Regions from separate parts of the Mus musculus genome. Here all the other regions are linked to region 5. A link is a contact called in public ChIA-PET, Hi-C and HiChIP or PLAC-seq data. All regions are on one chromosome and are shown on one strand. The core of a region is the stretch at or near the end of the contact, and the rest is flanking DNA. Distances in the headings are between cores, read along the strand shown.

Region 1 (2,700 bases), core at 125-2,624, 220 kb after region 5:
TGAAATTTTGTCGTTTTAGATCTATAGCTATCAACATACTTTCATTATCTTAAAATAGCAAGGATTTTTTCTTTTTTTGGTTTGGTTTGGTTTGGTTTTTAATGAAGCTGAACTTCACTGGGAACTATAACACCTAAAATCCGTATTGCAAATGTCTTCTTGGGCAAACTAATTGCTCAGTGGGTAAAGGTGTCCACTAAGCCTGATGACCCAAGTTAGATTTACAGAACCCACATGGGGGTTATGGCTGGGGGAACCATAATACGTGAGGAACAGTATTAAAGGGTTGTGGCAGTAGCAAGGCTGAGAATCAATGAGTTTTGACATTAGGGTTTCCACCTTCAATATCCCTAATGTCAAATATCAGGAGGGAACTGATGCTTGCAAGGTGTTCTCTGACCTACACACACACACACACACACACACACACACACACACACACACACACACATACACACACACACACACACACACACAGACACGCACACGTGCACGCACACATACACACACACACACACACACATACATACACACACACACACACTCAGACACACACACACACACTCAGACATGCACACGTGCACGCACACACACACACTCAGACACGCACACGTGCACGCACACACACACACACACACACACTCAGACACGCACACGTGCACGCACACACACACATACACACACTCAGACATGCACACGTGCACGCACACACACACACTAATTAAAAATAACAACAGTGCGTTTATTTGTAGATAAACATCATAGGCTGTGTCTTCATTCTATTTCTGTTATCCTTGATAAGGAAGGCAGAGCAGGTATCGCTCCAGCCGCAAGCAGATGAAGTACAGCTGAGAGCTGAGAAGGCTCCTGGACCCTGTTCACCTAACTAATGAGCCCAGGCAAGACACCACACCGCTGGTTACAGAGCAAACTGCCCTATCCCCACAAGCTTTCAGGGGAGCTGGAACAAGGAAGAGAACCCCTAAGCCATTCCAGTGACGTTCTTCTCAACAGATTGCATGAATTTACCCACGTAAAAATGACAAAGAGACAAAAATGAGAAGACAGCAGTATTTTGGATTTTAAGAATAACAACAACAACAAAAAATGTTACTTAGTCACACATAGGCAGTGGTGTTGCATATTTTCATGTCATGGTTATTCATATGGAAAGATTTTATTTCCCTGTACACTGTCACTTATTCTTTGCACAGTTTTCTTCATGGTTTTAATTAGTTAGTTAGTTAGTTAGTTAGTTAGTTAGTTAGGTTGGTTTTTTAGTTTAGAGGAGGGGTGTTGGTTGTTTTTTGTTTTTTCTACCCAGCCAAGTTTTAAATCTGCTCAGTGACCAGAAGAGGGCAGTATGAGCTAACAAAACAGAAACCACGCACCGCACCCTCTAAGCCACTCTGCTTGTTCTGTTCAGACTCTGTGTCACTATCAGGTTTGCAATGTTAACTAAAACACTAAAAACTCATTAAAGACAGGAACGGAAAGGGCAGAGGTGGAGGGACGAAGGGAAGGAGATGGCTTTTTAAACCTCCTTATTGGAATAAAATGAGGTGAAATGGCTGTAAGAAAACGTGTTTAAGCACTTGCTGGGTGTGGACTCTGAATTAAGTGCTGCAAAATTGCTTCCTGGAGGGAGAGAGTAAAGAATTCAGACCACTTTCAACTGGACCTGTTCTTTACAGCCTCTGTTTACCTATTTATTTAATAGAGGCTTTGGGTCCGAAGGCCATGCCAGGACCTGCCTGGGCCCCAGACACTCCAGACCCTACATGGGAATGCGCTGGTGACAAGAAGCATAAAGAATAAAAGCTAAGGGTGAAAATGCAGGTGGTGTGTTCGATGCTTGCTTAAAATGCCTACACACACATGGGTAAAACATGTCTACCCTATAGCCTTAAGGACTGGAAGAAAGAAACGTGCCCTTGATGTATTTGTAAGTTATAGAAAATATAGTTAGAGTAGTTTCTAGGTAGCGCCAGAATACAACTTGGCTTAGTCCCCATCTTTACTGTGGCATATTTGATGGGTGACTCTTCATAGTCTGAGGAGAAAACAGGAGCCAAAGAGTCAGTGTGGTAAACTGTCTCAAATGTTCAATAGTATGTAGTTCAATGGTGCATGCATTAGAAGAAAGCACTGCCTCTTGGTGTCTGGGAAGACTGAGGCAGGTTTGAGATGAAACTCAAGGGATTTTGATGGTAGCAATCAGTAGAACAGAAATACAACAAATGAGTGGGAATTTTAGGTAGAGGAAGCCTAGGTAGGCATGTGGGTTGTGTTTAGCATTGTAGAGAACAATCATTTCTAGCGTCTGGATGCCAGGTCCTTCAGGATGGAGCAAGCAGTCTGCAGGAAGGAGAGGCTGGGAGGGGCAAAAGCAAGCTTAAGAGAAAGAGACATCGCCTAGACAGCTTTGAATACACTGCACATTCACTGTGTGGATTTGATGTGGAACCATTTCCATAAAGACTTGAGCCGCCACGTGCTGTGAACCAAGAAAAAGCAGGGCACCTACAGAAAACATGTTTCCATTATATGTACATGTGTTTGTTTCATATGTGCTATGCAGCTGTACAACGATGTAGAGGGATATTGAAGGTGGAAACCCTAATGTCAAAACTCAGTGATTCTCAGCCTTCCTAGTGCCACAACCCTTTAATACTCTTCCTCATGTATTATGGTTCCTCC
Region 2 (2,700 bases), core at 77-2,576, 190 kb after region 5:
TAATTCCATTGTAAATGAAAGTTTTTAAAAGTATTTTTAAGCTGGTTTTTATCTGTATATATGAAATCCATTGACTCTTTTCACCTGATATTTTAAAACATAATTTTATTGCTTATAATATATAATCCTGATATATTAATTCTTTGAAATTTGCTTAACGCATACAATTTACTCTAACAAACCGAAAAGACTTCCTCATAAAATATATTGCTTTAGTGAGGTGACCTGTAATTACATTATTAATTGTGTGTTGTTTCTAGTAAATGTAACCAGCTATTAAACATAGAATGTTTCTAAAGTTAGTTTAGAATTATCTACCTCAGTGGTATTAACTTTTTATTTCAAGCATGTAATTAAGAAGGCTGACACTCAGGGATGGGTCAGCTCAGGTTCCAGTCAGGCTGCAAGATAGACTCCTCTTTTTTAACAGTAACACTCACTAATTCTCAACAGACACCATCTAAGGGATATCAAACACAGGTGCTTGTTTTCTGAAAAACAAAACAAAACAAAACAGCAGCAATGTTTTCCTCTGTCTTCATAAGTTGCTCTTTCCTTGTTGTGAAAAAAAAATTCTTGAGAAAAGCAACAAGGGAGGAAATTTGTATTTTGACTCCCTTCATATGGTTTCAGTCCTTCAGAGACAGTGTAGAACAGTGTGGTGGGAATGAGTAACAGAGGGTCCTCACACCACTGTGGGACAAGAAGCAAAGGGAATGGGGCTAGAAGCAACGAAGAGAACAGTCTTTCAGAACCTAGTCTTCATGACGTATTTCCGGGACACACTTCTGGAATCTCAAACCCAGACCTCATGAAGTATTTTCAAGATTCAGGTGTCACCTCTAGAGACCATCAGCCAGGAAGCAAGCCTCCATAGCTTGAGCCAGTGGGTCAGAGCATTTCTCCTCTCTTCAGTTCCCTTCAGAGACTCCCATTTACTTCAGCACACCGACCTTTTCTGTGCCACCTAAATTGTCAATACGTATTAATAGACAAGTTCACAATATTTGGAAGTGCCACAACATCCATAAAGGTTTTAGATGAATTATACTATAGCTTTATTCACAGCACTTGCACATATTTATGAAATGGAGTACTGAGAACAACTGTACATCACATAATGTCATTTCTGTCAGAGACAGACCACACTCATGACAGTGGCAGGCAGCAGCTTCGGGTTTGTGGTGTCACCACATAGCTTGAGGACATTATTTTCACATGTGTCTAATTTGGTCTCACATTAGTTTCTTCATCATGACACAGAAACTGGCTGCTAACATTGCCAGTAAGAGACCCATGGAGTGAACTGAAAACAAAACTGAAAGTAAAAATCAGTGGTTTGCATTGCTCATCAGGTGGGCGTGTCATGGTCTACTTCAGCTGTGACCCTCCAAGAACAGGAGCAAAATGATAACAGCTATTTAAAAATCTGCTTCATGAAGGCAGTGACAGCAGCAACATCCCAGAAGAAACTATCAGCTATGGAGATAGTATCAGTGACCTGTGTAGATTACAAATAGTGAAGCCCTTTTCCTCTAGCCACTATGATGATCAAGAGCGAAAGGCTTGTTTGTAATGTTCACTGAAAAGGCTAGATGGAACTATGATAATGTGTTTGCTGCAAGCTCTGGGTAGTTCTTAATGACTTCAGAATCATTTACAGTCTGAAACTGAGTGAGTGATGGGTCTGTACATACAGGCGTGTGGTACTTAGGCCTTTACCACTTAGGTCTGTGTGAGTTCAGATGTGCATTTGCACCATGGCAAGACAGCAAACTTAACTGCAAATTTCTCCGAAGGCTCTCCTATTGCCAAGAGACATGTGAGTGTACACGTGCAAGTTACTCCATCGTAGACAGCGTTTTGTACAGAGATAGATTTAGAGCCTTTGTAAGAGCTCCTTACATGCCTCTTCTCTGGAGGCCCCAAAGTACAGGCTGATTACACTTGCCCTGCATGATGACCTGAGTCTATCCCACAGCATTATTAGAAACCAGTATGGCTGTAACACCTAAATGTTCCTGTAAGACCATCTTTCCTATGTATTACATACACCTTCTTTTGAAAGTTTTATACGTGAAGCTGGAGAGATACTCAGTGGTTAAGAGTATATGCTGGACAGCCTGGGACAGGATCCTTTCAGTTTCAGTCTGCAGCAGGAGCTGATACTGTGCCACAGCTCTCCATATCCAAATAATGCCAGGAGAAAGCTGGTCTCCCAGGAGTGCCCAAACATCTGTGAGCACAGGTAAAACCACCCCTTTTGCTCAAATTCTTGACCCAAGAGGGACCCACCCAGAGCCATCAGGACACAGGAACCAAGGAACAGGCAGAGACAGTTTCTATCTGCATCTCAGAGCTGACCCTGTGCCACAGCTCTCCATACCTAAATTCCTCCCAGAGAGAACTGGTCTCCCAGGAGTACTGACACATGGGCTTTCAGGAGGGACAAGCCACAGTCAAAGACAGCAAAACCAGCTAACATCAGAGATAACCAGATGTTGAGGGGTAAGGGCAAGAACATAAGCAATAGAAACCAAGGCTACTTGGCATCATCAGAACCCAGTTCTCCCAGCACAGTGAGCCCTGGATACCCCAACATACCAGAAAAGCAAGACTCTGATTTAAAATCACATTTCATGATGACAATAGGGAAATTTAAGAAGGACATAAAGAACTCTCTTAAAGAAATACAGTCAA
Region 3 (2,700 bases), core at 137-2,636, 250 kb after region 5:
TCCTAGTTAAACCGTTATCAATAGCATGCTTGTATTAAGCCTGATCAGGAGAAGTGACGTTGTGAGTTCCATATAAAACAAGCACTAAGTGAGTTTGTAAAGGAGACTTTGCTCCAAAAGGAATTACCACCCCATCTACTAAGGCCACTTATTATAAACACAGCCCTGAGAAGATGGCTGGATAAAGAAAGACCTGTGCCTTGTACATTAGGCAAACCCGAGCATGCCATTCAGGGCCCACCCCAAGGACTTCTGGAAAATAGCTCTTCCAACAATAGCTTTGTGGTATTTGTGAGGGCAAGTTAGATAAGAGAGAGAGAGACAGAGAGAGAGAGAGAGAGAGAGAGAGAGAGAGAGAGAGAGAGAGAGAGAGAGAGCCTAAAATGTCGCTTCTGGTATTCAGAGGATTCAGTTGTCAAAACCAGCTTCATACCTGAGACCGAAATTACAAACAAAGCAGGCAAAAAAGGTTGAGCGCTGCTTCCAGCTTCTATTATATAAGAAAACACCAGAGGAGAGGAAAAGATAAAGTTACCACGAGCCAGTTCACAGTGTGGTGTGTACTCTCATGTCTGCCCTTGAGAAAAAAGGTCCGTGCTAGTTACTTGACAAATCCCACTAAAACTCTTAAGGGTTTATCATACCATAGGAAATTCAGATAGGCTCTCTTAGGAGATTTTAAAGTTTGATCAAAAAAAATTCATTGAAATTGTTTTAATTTTAAAATTAAAAGCAAATACTGAATGTAAGACTTCTAGTCTAAGTACCATAAGATCAATTTGGAGTGAACAACAGAATAATGATGGTGGACTTTCTGGTATCTTATCTTTTTTACTGTTTGAGGGGTCTTTGTGATAATGATTCATACAGGAAGATTCATATCTTACTCATGAGTCATTCATTCGTATGAATAACTCCCTGGCTCACACCTGCACCTACTGAAAAGGAAGGAGAAAGTCCCCTCCCCCATCCCTGTGCCTGTAAACAATCAGGAAGTGGGCTAGGACCTGAAATTCTGCTCAGGAGGACTCCAAACCCAGAGGGCATCTGCAGCGTTGCTAGAGTTGATTGTCGCTTTGGAGAAAGGTTGTGGTTAGTAATGATGGTGGTGGTGCTTGGTGAAGGGGAAGTAACTGGTCTTCCGGGAAGACTTAGCATATTTACAAACAGGGAGAGGGTGGGTGTTTTGTTTTGTTTTGTTTTGTTTTGTTTTGTTTTGTTTTGTTTTGTTTTTCTGATTCTTATAGGTATCATGATTCCTTCTTATTCTCCAAGAAGTGTATTTTATCTTGTCTTGCATCATCTGGTTAGCCACAGACGTCATGAGTTGTTTTCCTCTGGCCCAATCATGTGGCTCAGTATTAGAGGGCTTGCTTGCTAAAGCACCATTCCTAGTTAACGTGAACTGAATCTGTATCTGTTGCTTGTAGTCAATGAACCTGACTAAGAGAGAGCCTCTACACAGTGCCTGAGAACGGTCTCCTTTTAACTCTACCAGTTCTACTTGACTGCGTGAGATCGTAAACGGTATCTACCCAGTCCCAATCTCAGGCCTTCCTTACTTTGAATATTTCATAAATATGTTTTAGAACATTCATATATTAGCATATAGATAGAGAAGCACTCCCACTCTGCTAATGTGTAAAAATGAGCAATGCTTTATATAGAAAGTAATTCATAAGGCTAATATGAGTATTATCCTGCAGAAGATCTCCAAGCTCAAGTTCAAATTGTATGTTTTCATTATTATTTCACACTAATGATACTCTTTGTGGACTATGATGATCACTGTTTTGTTTTGTTTTGTTTTGTTTTGTTTTTTCCCCTCTTAGCGCTGATTCTCTCTAGTCACAACTTAACTTCTTGGTTTGTGCACCTATCTCCTTGGACAGTGACATGGGCATAATCCAAATGTACATGGGATACATGAGAGAACAAATGTAGCTCAGATGTGTGGAGTATAGCAGGAGCTTGTATAAAGACTATTAATTTTGCATGGAGTAGGTTGGGGCATTCAGAATCTATTATAGGAAACAAAAGGCTATAAAAGCCAGTTTCTGTTCAGAGACTATAGTGCTGATATCAATACCCAATATGGACTAAGACAACTAACACTGGGCATGGGGGAGCCATAAGACAGCACAAAATGACAGACATTGGCTGTTTAGGAAACCTAAAAGTAAACAGTAATGCAATCTGTCATGTGACATATCTCTGACAAAATGTCACTTTTGTGTAATTCTGTATAAACATGGCTTTGAGGTAAAAAGGTTGGGCCCTTCATATCTGTCAGCCTTTGTTGTCCCTACCTCATTGAGCCAATGTGCCAGTCACTGTGTGTAATCATGCTTACCTATATGAGCCAACTTGTGCTTGGTCTGCTGGCATCTGCCTGCTTAGTGCTGTGTGCTATGAATAATGTATGTCCTAACTGTCTACAATTCCTTAGATCCCCTTCAGCCTCCGTTCATCCCTCCCACAACCCTTCTTCATTGTTGGTTTTGAAGGTTGGACCTCACACTGCTCCATAGTTGAAGTACACATTGGAGTTGGGGTAGGGCAGGGTTCTAGTAGCATGAGATAGATTTGTTGAAGAAAAAAGAACTTGTAAAAGAACAAATTAAAACATGTGACATATAGATGCCAACAGGGTGGGGGAGCATGGGAATAAATATACACAATGATAAGAATCTGTATTTC
Region 4 (2,756 bases), core at 72-2,571, 170 kb before region 5:
AGGAGTCCCTCTCCACAAAACTGTGGAAATTGTATCACAAGAATGAGGACATAATATAAACATATATATATATGCGTGTGTGTGTGTGTATTCCAAAATTATTCATTAAGACACCAGTGGAAACTCATTTGATTGGTAAAAATACGACTTTTCCACACAGGACATAGCTAGCTAAAATATTTTCATTACGTTTGAAAGCCTTTAGGTCCTAACGTTTAGGGCATACGCACCGCACTTGTCCTGTGGGCAATGAACCTTGCTCAACGTGTATGTGCCTCTGCGGTTTTCAGGACTGAAATGCTTACTGGTTTCTGCTAAGTGAAGGCTGGGTAGTGATATTCTTTGGACTCTGAGACAGATCTTCTCAGTGTTCTTAGTCTATGCGTCCTAGTAACTACTTCTGTTGCGAGCGTCTTGTGTAAGAAGGAAATACCACTGAGTGCTTTCCATATCTTTAAACTGACATGAGGTGTCAGAAGATTTCGGGGCACGGGGTAAAAAGTGAATGCTCTGGTTGATCTCTCCCTGGCCACCATTGACCTGGCACTGGGAATTTGTTTCTCTCAGCGCCACTCCTGGCTGATGCCCCACCCTCCCTGCTACAAGTGAAGATTCTTAGGGACAGAAGCTAGCTCAGGATTTGGGGAGGATTTCAGTTGCTTGTGCATGCTGACACGTGCTTATATTTGAAAAAACAAAAACTGTGTAAAGTAGATAGAAAGGGTAGATGTGTGGGGAACACACTAACTGGGGCAAAGGGAACTGAAGTTATCAACACCAAAGCTACCCGGATTAAGAGACAGCCTCCGCAACCTAGAGTGAGCCACTGGGACCTGCTGGTCACCCAGCCTGAACCACCAGAGCACAGAACATTTGCGTGTCTATGGCAGCAAGAGCCAAGGTCCAAAGGTAGATCCGGGCAGGAAGTGTAGGATCTGCCTGTGGAAGCCAGGGACAGACGCTCCCAGGTTTGAACCCACAAGTCCTTACATTTTAGGGCCCATCATTTATTTCACAGGCTATTGGGATGTCCTGGGCACGGTGCTTGGAGCTCAAGTGTAGCCTTAGCCATGCTCCTTACACTGTGTTAATTTAGGGCAGAGCACAGGCTGGCGCTGGAGTGTCCACAGGTGTGTGCGCTGGGCTGGCGGCAATCTGGTGGGACTGCAGGCGGCTGGAGGCACAGGCACGCCCACCCTGGCGACGAGCCCGGGGCGAGCCTGAGCTCTGCCGCCCGGGTGACCCAGCAGGTCGGGGCGGTGCGCTCTGAGTCACCGGAATCAAGGTGTGGCTGGAGCGCCGCTCCCCCGCCGCCAGCCCGGGGGCCGCGTCTTCGGGGGAGCCGCCTCTTCCTTTAGTCGCGGTGTCAGCGCTCGCAGGACCACTCTTGGCCGCTGCTCCTGCCCGGCGTTCCTCCGCTCCGCGCCCGCCGCCACCGACGACATGCTGCGCTGCGGCCTGGCCTGCGAGCGCTGCAGGTGGATCCTGCCCCTGCTGCTGCTCAGCGCCATCGCCTTCGACATCATCGCGCTGGCCGGCCGCGGCTGGCTGCAGTCTAGCAACCACATCCAGACATCGTCGCTTTGGTGGAGGTGTTTCGACGAGGGCGGCGGCAGCGGCTCCTACGACGATGGCTGCCAGAGCCTCATGGAGTACGGTGAGTGGCCGCCGCCTCCGGGAAGCCCTTGGGGGCCTGAGCTGTGGTAGCAGCTGGAGCTGATCTTTAAAAGGTCAGGGGTAGTGGGTGTTTCAAAGTCCGCTTAGAGTTCAAACTTCAGAAGCAGCAGTTTTGGGTGACCCGAATCAGGCTCAACCCTGAAAGACTCCAACTCATTTAAAAGTAAAGTTTCTCAGTTACCAGTGCAAACTGATGCCAGTCATTGCAAAGTACGTATAAAAATAAATAATATGCCAGGGTGAATTCATTTCATTTCATCTAACTTAAACTTTTTTTTTTTAATCTTATGAGAAAGTCCTTTCAGGCCAAGTAGGAGCAGTTATGATTTAGATAGATATTTCAGTATCTTAGCTGTGGAGCTGTTTCATGTTCATTCTTGTTCTGGGGAGTGGCCTTCGTTGAAAAGTGAATGTTAAGGAAGTTTATCTGAGTCTGATTTAAAATCGGAGAAGTAAACACTTCACTGAAGTTGAGTTGCCACTTTTAACACATCGCAGGGAAACTCTGTACACATCGCAGGGGAACTCTGTTTGCCTCTGCCAGGGAAAGGCCCCAAGTACTTGATTTACAAGTTAGTAGTAGTCTTTGAAAAAACAAAACCAAGAAAAGCCTTTTCTCCCTCAAGCAAGTGTCCCTCCTGTTTAGGATGGAGACAGTAGTGACCAGCAGTGTGTAGGGAGCAGTGTGCAGGCTTTACGGGTCAGTTTGCCCCCTTTAAAGGAAGCAAGTTACTTTTTTTGTTTTCATTCATTTTCTAGATTAACCATAACTTGATTCTTTTCCTAAAGCACCCAGGACTTCTGCCAGACGCTGTTTGGTTTGGGTTCTGGCCCTTATCAGCTTTTTCTCCCTGGAAGAACTTCCTCAGACAGGGAGGCAGGCAATAAAAGGAGAAGACTACAGATATTCCTGCTTGTTTTAAAAGGCCTTTGCTCTACCTAAAAACAGGCATAAATGCTTGGCTTACAGGACTTTCTATTGCTTCGAATCTTTTAGTTCTTACAGGCATTGTGCTGCCTTGGAATAACCTAGCTGTTTCTTAAAATGAATTCAAACTCAAGTCTTTCAGGGGCTATAA
Region 5 (2,768 bases), core at 262-2,761:
TAATGTTTTATGGGTAAAAAAAATTTACAACATTACCCTTAACTTTTAAAAATATATTTGTTACCTCACTGCCTTACAGATAAATTTCCCAATTTTTGTCACAGGATCAATAAGATTCTATAGAACTTACTCATCAAAGTCTTTCCCCCAGTTTTATTTTTCCACTCTGAACAGATTTTTTTTTTTGTCTGCGATGTGGAAACTTATGTATTATTTATCAACAGATACCTCGGGCAACTGTTGGGAAGTACCCCTCCAAAAAAAGCAAAGCAAAGCAAAACAAAACAAAACAAATCCATACAAAGAACTGCAAAAGATCCAAGTAGCATCTCAGACAATAAGAATGGAGACCGGATCAGTTGCTCAATAATCTGGGACATCAGAAGGCTAACTAACTGTGATCAGTTCTCCAAACGGTGCCCCCACTTGACCAGACTAGCTTTCCAAAGAAAGATCAGAGACCAGGAGAAAACAAAGCATGCTCCAAAAAGAGCTCTTAATACCTCAGCTTTCCTGAGAGGCCAGGTGGCAGGATGTGGGACAACGGACCCGGACTGACAACACACTATCTCAGTGTGGAGTCGGGGCTGCAGCAGGGAGTCTTACATGCCACCTAAAGTGGAGTCCCCAACAAGCAGGCCAGAGAATCATTTCTGCATGCATACTCTTCTTAAACTGTGGCAACTAGAGACCTAGTGGCAATCTCAAAGCACGCCCCTCCCCTCCACCTCCCGCCCCGCAACCCTCCTCCCACAGATCACTGAAAGGTTAGCTGACCGAAGTCTCCAAGTTGGATTTGGTGGCCTCTGAGAAACCCATCCCCTGTTGGGCCAGTTGTGCACAATATGGGAAAAAAGCCCAACGCGGTTCTGCAAGGTCTACGTGCCTATGAACACGCTGCACTTGATTTCCAAGTGGGGGGGGGGTGTCACCCACGACCACACGACCTAGGAACCCAAAAGGTGACTGACTATTCATCAGCCAGCTGCAGCTCCTGTCACCCTGCAGGATCGAAAAGGAATAGCTAGCTAACTAGTCGGCTGAAGAAACTTCGGGCTGTCAACCTAAACACCTGGCACCGGGACCTCAACTCCGGCCAACAATACCCCAACTCCAGGATCCCTGCAAAGCCAGCGCAAGGCAGCTCCACACTGAGCTGGCCGTGCACCCCGAATCTGGCTGGCAGTGCACCCCACTGACCGAGGACCCCCGCATTCTGCTAGCCGTGCACCCCGCAGCCGGAGCATCGCTCACCTCTTGGGGCCGCGCGGAGCCCTCGCAGAGCCCAAGTGGCCGGCCGGCCGTCACTGGCGCGCGCCGCAGCCCGGGATCGTGGTCCGGGTCGTGGTGGGGGTCGGGCCGAGGCGGAGCCCCATGGACACCCGATCGGGCTCGCTGGCTGAGGGGGTGTGCACGTCTTTCGGCGGCCTGGCTCACCGCTCCGCCTCCGGCTCCGAAGACTACAGACTGGGCAGTTCCCTTTTTTGCCTTTCAGTTGTATGCTTTGCCAACAGGGGGATTTCCGATGGAAATTCCAGTCACGTGACCCGCGTGGCGCGCCGCCGACCGGCAGAGGGCGCTCTAAGCCGTGCCCGCCCCGCCCGGAGAAACTCCTAGGTCCCGCCCCGGGGTGTCCCCGCGTGAGTCACCTGGGCATTTCGGAAGCTGCCTTCCACGTCACATCCATGTGGAAATCGCGGTGATGGGAACTGGAAATGCAATAGGTTCTTTTTTATAGCTTCTTTTCTGAAGAAAATCAGCTGTGAAAAGGAAGGGAAATTAGAGAGAAAACCCAAAAAACCACCCAGACACACAGGACCTCAGGCTTGAAGCTTGGCTTTGAAGTCTGGGCTGTGCACGTGATGAGCACTTCAGAAAGAGCCCTCCGCAGGGTCCCGAAGGGAATTGACAGAAAAAGCGGCAGGGTTCTCCAAGCCATGTGTCAGCTTCAGGTTGGATGCAGTGCAGAGTGAGATCAGACCCCATGGTCCTGCAGTTTTTGAGTTACGGGGGGTGGGGGGGGGCAAGGTCAATTTCAGAGAGAATTAGATTCGCCTCCCCCACCCCCACTCCTACACACCCTCCATTTCTCCTTTATTTCCCTGTTCCAAGGAGCGTTTTAAAGTTTAGAAATTTCTTCAAGTTTATTGCTGGCTTTCCCCGATCCTTCTACAGTTGTTTTCTTAAGTATTGTTTGGCTGGCCTGAGAATTAGTTCGCCCCATGAAGCCAATGGAGGATAGCCTTCCACAATGCCCTGATTGATCCCCGACTTGCCTTTCTTGAGAGGGGAGAAAGCTTCGCTTCACTTAGACAGGGGCTTGAGCTCTGCAGAAAGAAGCGAAAATGCTTTTACCTTTCTGGAGAAAGTGGAGTGTGTATGGGGGTGAGGTGGGGTGGGGTGGGGATACTCTCTGCAGAGCTACACACTAGAAACTGAGGTGGCTTCATTCACTGGCCAGGAAGGGCCACTCTGAGAAGGTGACATTGAAACTCTGTGACAAAGAAACCTCCAGGCAGTCTAGAGATAAGACCTCAAGGGTCAGCCACATTTGATACATCAAGGGGCTGAGCAGAGCTCTCTGGGTGGTTGTGCTGGGGCTAGGGTGCAGGGTGTGAGGCTCTTCCCGGAAAGGAGCCGGGATCTGTTTGAGGGACCACGGGAGGTCTGCGGAGTGACCTGATGTTATTTTAAATAGTGTTTAGTGTGATTAATTTACTCTGTGTGTGTGTGTGTGTGTGTGTGTGTGTGTGTGTGTGTGTGTGTGA

Evidence for each region. A called contact is a pair of places that touch in the nucleus more often than the background predicts. ChIA-PET counts read pairs in DNA pulled down with a chosen protein or histone mark. HiChIP or PLAC-seq counts read pairs in DNA pulled down with a chosen protein or histone mark.
Region 1: a Hi-C map of the HPC-7 cell line shows a contact between it and region 5, with 2.3 times the contacts expected there. The contact joins the enhancer-like site here to the promoter of Tnfaip3 in region 5. A contact is called at or near these places in 9 of 39 promoter capture datasets (the 3T3-L1 cell line, 3T3-L1-derived adipocytes, the C10 cell line and 4 more), 2 of 15 datasets of contacts at CTCF or cohesin (CD8 T cells and thymocytes), 29 of 484 Hi-C or Micro-C datasets (the AML12 cell line, CD8 T cells, ECoMG-derived neutrophils and 15 more), 16 of 115 datasets of contacts at active chromatin or transcription factors (the 230-238 cell line, CD8 T cells, DN3 thymocytes and 12 more) and 4 of 9 other capture datasets (adipose tissue, bone marrow-derived macrophages, liver and 1 more).
Region 2: an RNA polymerase II ChIA-PET map of effector CD8 T cells shows a contact between it and region 5, with 292 read pairs. The contact joins the enhancer-like site here to the promoter of Tnfaip3 in region 5. A contact is called at or near these places in 8 of 39 promoter capture datasets (the C10 cell line, the HPC-7 cell line, cranial neural crest and 4 more), 2 of 15 datasets of contacts at CTCF or cohesin (CD8 T cells and the NIH/3T3 cell line), 9 of 484 Hi-C or Micro-C datasets (the C2C12 cell line, adipose-derived mesenchymal stem cells, bone marrow-derived macrophages and 6 more), 37 of 115 datasets of contacts at active chromatin or transcription factors (the 230-238 cell line, CD4 single positive thymocytes, CD8 T cells and 23 more) and 5 of 9 other capture datasets (adipose tissue, embryonic stem cells, liver and 2 more).
Region 3: a contact with region 5 is called in a BATF HiChIP or PLAC-seq map of CD8 T cells, with 7 read pairs. The contact joins the enhancer-like site here to the promoter of Tnfaip3 in region 5. A contact is called at or near these places in 2 of 39 promoter capture datasets (embryonic stem cells and stem cell-derived epiblast-like cells) and 2 of 115 datasets of contacts at active chromatin or transcription factors (CD8 T cells and stem cell-derived neural progenitor cells).
Region 4: a contact with region 5 is called in an HNF4G HiChIP or PLAC-seq map of pancreatic cancer cells. The contact joins the promoter of Perp here to the promoter of Tnfaip3 in region 5. A contact is called at or near these places in 3 of 39 promoter capture datasets (hippocampal neurons and liver), 11 of 484 Hi-C or Micro-C datasets (B cells, adipose-derived mesenchymal stem cells, cardiomyocytes and 6 more), 6 of 115 datasets of contacts at active chromatin or transcription factors (CD8 T cells, bone marrow-derived macrophages, effector CD8 T cells and 3 more) and 1 of 9 other capture datasets (pancreatic islet).

Annotation. Positions count from the first base shown.
Region 1 is chr10:19,238,832-19,241,531 of GRCm38.p6, forward strand. The region is part of intron 2 of Gm40607 (a long non-coding RNA gene); the gene reads right to left. Among named protein-coding and RNA genes, the nearest start is that of Gm40607, 3.4 kb to the right of the region's middle. Within about 2 kb of position 1,375, at least 14 of the 459 cell types and tissues checked have an H3K27ac peak or open chromatin away from gene starts, as enhancers often do. A contact at or near this core is called in CD8 T cells, the HPC-7 cell line, the P5424 cell line and 2 more, where this site is marked.
Region 2 is chr10:19,208,640-19,211,339 of GRCm38.p6, forward strand. No RefSeq gene overlaps it. Among named protein-coding and RNA genes, the nearest start is that of Gm40607, 34 kb to the right of the region's middle. Within about 2 kb of position 1,327, at least 57 of the 459 cell types and tissues checked have an H3K27ac peak or open chromatin away from gene starts, as enhancers often do. A contact at or near this core is called in CD8 T cells, effector CD8 T cells, embryonic stem cells and 4 more, where this site is marked.
Region 3 is chr10:19,267,250-19,269,949 of GRCm38.p6, forward strand. No RefSeq gene overlaps it. Among named protein-coding and RNA genes, the nearest start is that of Gm40607, 25 kb to the left of the region's middle. Within about 2 kb of position 1,387, at least 23 of the 459 cell types and tissues checked have an H3K27ac peak or open chromatin away from gene starts, as enhancers often do. A contact at or near this core is called in CD8 T cells, where this site is marked.
Region 4 is chr10:18,843,750-18,846,505 of GRCm38.p6, forward strand. It overlaps Perp (PERP, TP53 apoptosis effector), which reads left to right and starts at 1,322. Exons shown (of 3, transcript NM_022032.4): 1 at 1,322-1,657. The coding sequence starts at 1,444.
Region 5 is chr10:19,013,899-19,016,666 of GRCm38.p6, forward strand. It overlaps Tnfaip3 (tumor necrosis factor, alpha-induced protein 3), which reads right to left and starts at 1,512. Exons shown (of 9, transcript NM_009397.3): 1 at 1,255-1,512.